Linked DNA regions of Ovis aries: region 2 is linked to region 1. The links are chromatin contacts, called in public Hi-C maps. All regions are on one chromosome and are shown on one strand. Each heading gives the region's core, a stretch centred on a gene start, on an enhancer-like site or on the middle of the called end of the contact. The rest is flanking DNA. Distances are from core to core; before and after follow the strand shown. Region 1 has its middle 190 kb from the start of CD47. Region 2 holds the start of CD47 (CD47 molecule).

The links. Hi-C and Micro-C count contacts between places; a contact is called where the count stands out from the background.
Region 2: a contact with region 1 is called in a Hi-C map of tail adipose tissue, with 3 times the contacts expected there. The contact joins the promoter of CD47 here to the enhancer-like site in region 1. A contact is called at or near these places in 8 of 16 Hi-C or Micro-C datasets (blood, muscle, retroperitoneal adipose tissue and 1 more).

Annotation. Positions count from the first base shown.
Region 1 is chr1:173,632,725-173,636,156 of ARS-UI_Ramb_v3.0, forward strand. No RefSeq gene overlaps it. Among named protein-coding and RNA genes, the nearest start is that of CD47, 190 kb to the right of the region's middle. Within about 2 kb of position 1,802, at least 16 of the 54 cell types and tissues checked have an H3K27ac peak or open chromatin away from gene starts, as enhancers often do. A contact at or near this core is called in tail adipose tissue, where this site is marked.
Region 2 is chr1:173,826,593-173,830,024 of ARS-UI_Ramb_v3.0, forward strand. It overlaps CD47 (CD47 molecule), which reads right to left and starts at 1,718. Exons shown (of 9, transcript XM_060417303.1): 1 at 1,682-1,718. The coding sequence starts at 1,691.

The DNA.
Region 1 (3,432 bases), core at 552-3,051:
CGAATTTACCTTGAATCATAGACCTAACTTTCCAGGTTTCTATGCGATATTGTTTTTTACAGCATCGGAGTTTACTTCCACCACCAGACACATCCACAACTGAGCTTCATTTCTTCTTTTGCTCAGCCACTTCGTTCTTTCTGGAGCTATTAGTACTTGCCTTCCACTCTTCCCCAGTAGCATACTGCACACCTTCCAACCTGGAGGGCTCATCTTCCAGCTTCATATATTTTTGCCTTCTCATATGGTCCATAGGGTTCTTGTGACAAGAATACTGGAGGGTGTTGTCACTTCCTCCTCCAGTGGACCATGTTTTGTCAGAACTCTTCACTCTGACCTGACCATCTTGGGTGAGCGCATGTGGCATGGCTCATAGTTTTGTTGAGTTATGCAAACCCCTTCACCCTGACAAGCCTGTGATCCATGAAAGGGAATAGGTTTACTAACAGGGCACAAATCCAGACAGCTAGAAATTTCACTGGAATGACAGGACAGCACCTCACACAGGACATGAGTGGATGATAGGGAATTGCTGACTCATTGGGTAGATGGCTCCCCAGCTACCTGACCAACCTGGGGAGAAATTGTTTATAAGTAAACATTGCACAGCCTAAAATGACTGCTGGATGAAATACTGGCAAGAGTGTCTGGGTCACTATTTGGTGATATCAGAGCATCTGTCTTAGCAGCCCTCTTCCCTTACCTTATTTCTTGCCTCTAATATGCCATGGGTCCAGAAATCAGCTAACCAAACTTGTTATTAATAGAATTGTGCTTCAAATAAGAGTAAGCATAAATACGGAAGTTGCTGAGCTGCACTCAAAGAAGTGTTGATGCTTGGAGATGGTGACATTTCAGTGTCATCACAGAGAAGGAAAAGCCGTTGAAAATAATCTGAAGCCTATCAAATGTTTATACTAATTTGCATACATAAATGCATAGATGTTTATGTCTGCTGCACCCACATTTGGCTCTGCTTAAATGTTCTGTTCCTTGCTGAGCTCAAATAATAGCCATGCTCAACTTTTCCCTGTAAATTGCCTAAAACACCAGGGTCTGATGCCTGGTAATTTTATTGGTGTTTCCTCTAGCAACCCACACTGGCATTACAATTATCTGTTGGTAGGAATCTAATACTGACTTTCCTGAGCTTTGCTACCTTTTTTATTCCCTTCTGCAGATACATTTGGTTATAGCTTAGCAACCTTACAGACATTCATGTGCTTAGGTGATTGTAATGTACTATTTTCTTTAGCTTATTAAATAAAACCTCACCCATCAGCAGTGTTTTAGATCCAGTGGAATTTTTTTTCACTGTAAAATCTTAACAACCAGCAGGAATATTATGCTATAAGTCCCTGAGTGGCAGCCAACATGGTTCATCAAAGAAACTCAAAATACTTCCCAAACATTAATTAAACCCCATTACATTGTTGCCTAGTTGTATGCTGCATTTTTTTCTGAAAAAAAAAAAAATTAATGCAAGCAAGTAGATGACAGAGGTACATAGCAGAGGAAAATGAAAACTTCCTGAGGAAACAAATTTGAGTTTTCATGTACCAAGGACATCTACTCCCTCTTAATTAAATATTCTAGTCCCTGATCACATTCGGCTGCTCATCTTCTTACATATAGAGCTGTTGATCCAATTTTCCTTTCTTTCAACATTATTTTCTTGACACAGGCAGAAATATTTGGTTCTTGCTTTTATTGCCATTAGACAGGGTAAGGCAGTGGCCCGCAGGGGAACTTGAAGAGTTTCTAAAGTAACAAGGAAGTTGTACGCTTTCTTGGTGTCACACCCTGGTCCGCTGGGAGCAGAAGGATTCTAAGCTAGGTTGAGTCCCTTGCAAGCAGCAGGACCTATAAAATGAGAGTTAGAGCCTAGACCTGGCTTGGAGGTTTGAACTGCTCTTTTGAGGTCATGCAAGGATCCTAGAGGGACTGTGTGCTGAGAGGGGCTGGAATGCAGATAAACCTGTACCCTGCTGCTCTCCACTCCAACCACCACGAAAGAGGATGCTGAACTGCCAGACTTGAAAGTGCAGAGTCCTCTTCCCAGAAATCCTCTGACTCACCCTTAAAGCAGAAGTTGGCTGCCAGTTTGCTAGAATTTTTGGCTGGCCCTGAGTTGGTTTAATTGCTCCAATCCTCATCTCCCTCGTGACGCATCAGATCACACTTCCTGGTGTCTTATAGTTTCCATGCCTACTGGATTCAATATCTGGAATATGTCTTCTTCACCAACTATGATTATTTTTTGCATTTAGTCTGATAGTATCACCATGAATATTAAGTAGTTCTTGATGCCGTTGTTTTCATGATCATCTGTGTCCTTGAAACTCTCGTGTTTAATCAACAATTTTGAAGAACTAGGTACCATATATGACAGTCATAAAAATATCTTTCTTTTTAATACTTATTTTTATTTATTTGGCTGCACCAGATCTTGTTGTGGCATGTGGGATCTTTAGTTCCCCGACCAGTGATTGAACTCAAGACCCCTGCACCGGGAGCCTGGCGTCTTAGCCACTGGGTCACCAGGACAGCTCCTCTTTCATTTTTAAAATGCTTTCACAACCAGGATATTATGTCTTGGATTCATTTCTTTATTTGCTCATTTATGCACTCATACAACCAAGAGACTTCTAGGGTCTCACTGGGGATAAAATGATAATTAAAATATGGTTCCTGGTTTCAGGAGCTGACAGTGCAGAGCGGAGACATGTACACAGAATTGAGAAGGCAAGTGCTGTGCTTGAGCTGATCCTCAGATCATTGTATTTACCAATGAGGAAAAGAGCCATAGAGAGCACAAAGGCCCTCTCAAGGTCACATGGCTAGCTACTTGAGGAATAAAAGCTAATATGCAAAGCTTCTGGTTATTAAGCCACTGAATTTTTGCCAATTCTGCCACTTTGTTTTCTTTAGAGCAGTGGTTTTCAGAAGTGTGGTCCGAAGACCAGCCAAATCAGCACCATCTGAGAACTTGTTAGGAAAGCAAATTCTCAGCACCCCCAGACCTACTGAATCTGAAATACTGGAAGTGGGGCTCAGAAATCTGTATTTTATTAAGCCCCACAGGTGATTCTGATATACACTAAGTCGGAAAACTGTTGTTTTAGATCAGTGCTTCTCAAACATCAATGTGCATAGAGATTACCTGGGAATCTTCTTAAAGATGTAGATTTTGCTAGCAAAGTAATGCTCAAAATTCTACAAGACAGGCTCCAACAATACATGAACTGAGAACTCCCAGATGTTCAAGCTAGATTTAGAAAAGGCAGAGGAACCATAAATTAAATTGCCAACATCTGTTGGATCATAGAAAAAGCAAGAGAATTCCAAAAGAATATCTACTTCTGCTTCATTGATTACAAAAAGTTAAAGCCTTTGACTATGTGGGTCACAACAAACTGTGGACCATTTTTA
Region 2 (3,432 bases), core at 468-2,967, 190 kb after region 1:
GAATTTTACAAAAAGTTCACAACAGAATGTATAGATGTGAAGTGTGACAGGCACTATAGAGCCTCGAAAATTCCTATTCCTTCCTCAGTTTTTACAGGCGAAGCACACGTTCTAAAAAAGCGAAATGGATTCCAAAAGCTTGGGGGGCCAAAACGCCTTTGGCGTTGAAAGACACCAAATCCCACTCTACCGCAAATGTGTTTTGACTAGAGGTTACTATCTTCATACTTAAAGCGAAATCTGGATTGCTTTTAAAACGGTTCCCCTAAATAACGTAGGAAAACTTGAACGCGCAATTTAGACTGTATTGAAGTGGCTGATGGTGGTGGGGCGTGGGGGTAGTTTCCACCCAGTAAGCTATATTTCTAGGGTTAAAAAAAAGAAAGAAAGAAAAAAAAAAAAACAGCCAGAGAATCTTCTGATTAAACGCTGGGTTGTAAATGAAACTTATTTGTGTCCTTTACGTCCTCTTAACTCCTATGTTCGTGTGGTAGGGCAAAAGGAGGAAACCCCTTCTAGCAGACTTTGCCAAAATGCGTACTTGCATCACAAGAGGCTGGGGCCCTCCTACTCTCCTTCCTTCAACCCCCAAAACGTTTAAAGCACGGGGAGGGACAGGGGTACGAAAGAGGGATACCCTAACAGCTGCCAACCCCTCGCCTCCGATCGCGCCCCTTCTCTCCAGAGCTAATTTTTGCGCGAGGTGCACGGTTGGAGTCTTCCTCGGTGGTGGCAAACAGGGGAAGATGTGCCCCGCTCTCACCCAGGGGGAAGAGGAAGAGGAAGGAAAGGAAGAAAGGAAGGGGGTGCCGATCACCCGCTGGGCCCTCCCGCGTCTGCACCCGGGGCCTTGCACCCGTGCAAGGGCCCGCTCGTCCCGCGCCCCGGCCACCCTCTCCAGGGAGCCGCCGGGCCAGCCGGGCGCAGCCCACACACCCGCGGGGGCGCCGAGACACAAGCTGTAGAACCAAGAGCTAGTCACCACTCACCGCAGCGCACCGAGGCCAGCAGCAGAACCACTACCAGGGGCCACATCTCCGCGCCCGCCGCTGGGTCGCCGCAGCCGCCGCAGGCGTCTAGAGCAGGCGCCGCAGCAGACACAGAGAGGACCCGCCGCCACCTTCTGTCACAGGCAGGACCCGCTGCCCAGGCTGCCTGGCCGCGCGCGCGCGCGCGCTCCCGAAGCCCCCCCTTCCGACGCCCGCGCGGGCCGCGCACGCGCACTCGGCCTCCCCTCAGCCCCGCCTCGGTGGCTGTTGACGCCGCGCCCTCCAGACTCGCAGCTTCCAGTTCCCGCTCCCGCCTGCTCCCTGGCGGTGGCGCGCGCGGGGCTTCCCGGTCACGCCCCGCGGCCCCTGGCCGCCTCCTCTCACGTCAATGTCCGCACACCGCCCCCGCTACCCGCTGGAGGCTGAGTGTGTGTTCTCCCGCTCACCGGGGACCTCACTGCACCTGTCCCTGTCTGCTGTTCCCTTTTACCTCCCTGGGGACCCCCGTCTTATCTCCACTGGTCCTCTCCTGCGTTCACGCCCAGCCTCACGCTTCAGGAACCCCCTCCCCAGGCGCTGCTCCGTGGCGCTCCCTCGGAGCCCACTTCCCTCTGGACCCCACAGTGGCTCGCCTCTCCCTCCATCCAACGTCCTCCCGCGCGATGGGACCTCCGCGGCTCCACACTTCTCACCCCTCTCCATTTCCCCCGGAGCTCGGCCGCCTGCAGTGGGAGCGCACACCGCGTGGGGGCATCTCAACGCTTCCCCCGCCGGCAGCGAGCCCGGAGGGACCACGCCTAGGACAGGTCGCAGGCGGTCGCGTGTCCTCTGGGAACTTCCACTGGGCTGCCGGGCCCTCCGGGGTTCACCGCGTCCCGTCTGCTTTGGTTTTCCCGGCCGCTCTCAGATCCTCCGTTCTTTTTCTCGCCTAGTTCTGTTGTGTTTTCAACCTTTGAAAGGGATTACTCAAATTCCATTCGTGGTGGTGAACACTTTGTTGTTGTTCAGTTTCTAAGTCCTGATGCTGAAACCCTAGCAACCATCAGGGGTGGTCGCAACGGTTAGCAGAAGTATCCACGATGCCCCTTCCTGCAAAGTCATTGGGCCTGGTTAGTTCCCTCGCAGTGGTCCCTCTTCTATGCTGTTTGAGTTTACCTTGCTTAAAAAATGGGTTCAAAGTATGTCTCCAAGCCACAGTGTGGACAAGTTCTTTGATTAGCTCTCTGAATCACACAGACCACATCATTTATACAGAAGCAAATTCCCTTTTAGAACTCCCTTTAACATTTACCCTAAATGATGAAAATGCTTGCTGAAAAGTCATGCTTCGTGACTGCTGTATTGGCATGCATATTATCAACTTAAAAATTACATGCAATCTAAATGTTGAGCATTAGGTTTTATTCAGCAGAATTTTTAGAAGGTAAGCCAGGGAGGGAACCTCTCAAATAACCCTGAGAGAACTGCTCCAAAAAGGTAAGGGGGGAGGAGCCAGGTTACATAGAAGCTTTGCAACAAAGGGCAGGTAATCTGAACATGAGAAGGTTATTGTTAATTAAAGAAACCCAGATATCCCAAGTTAAGGAATTTAGTACTTTTCTATGTATGGAAGGGACTTCCCTGGTGGTTCAGAGGTAAACAATTTTCCTACCAGTGCAGGAAACGGGGGTGCAATCTGTGGTTTTAATCAGTGGGTGGGGAGGATCCCCTGGAGAAGGAAATGGCAACTGGTTCCCAGTATCCTTGCCTGGGAAATTCCCATGGACAGAAGAACCTGCTGGGCTGCAGTCCGTGGGGTTAGGTAGCAAAGAGTCAGACACAACTTAGTGACGAAACCGTAACAACTGTGTATGGGAAGATGCAAGAGTCTGGGCTCATTGAAATCATTCCTTTTATAGGTATCTCAGCTACCTGGCCAGCATCCTGTGTTTTCACTCTTGAGCTTTCTTTCCCCAGGGCTCATAACAGAGTTTGGCTATTATGCTGGCTGCTAGATAGCAGGTATTCTTCTACCTAAGTTCCCTTAGGGCTCACCTGCTCACACTGGATGGGTGCAATCGCTGATGATTGTACCAACATGGTTGGAAGTATTCCATTTCTCAATATCCACTGCTCCCTTGGTTGTTTTTCACTCATCTGGTGGAAAACAAAAAATCTTCCCACCACAATATTCCAGTCCTCCAAATCCTCTACCCATGGTGTCTCTTTCATTGCATCCCCTTAGTAATAAAATCCAGGAAATAAAATTACCACTCTCTGACCTTCTGTGGCATTGTATTATATATACTGCATAACTTTCCCTTTGATTGTTTGTGTGTGTGTGTGGGTGTAAATCTCTTCCCCACAGCATTATCCATTTTTTACAATCAGAGAGGGAATATTAAGTATTCCCTTCTCCAAGACTTCCTGTTGAACTAGGCAAACAGAAGGGGTTTTAATAAAT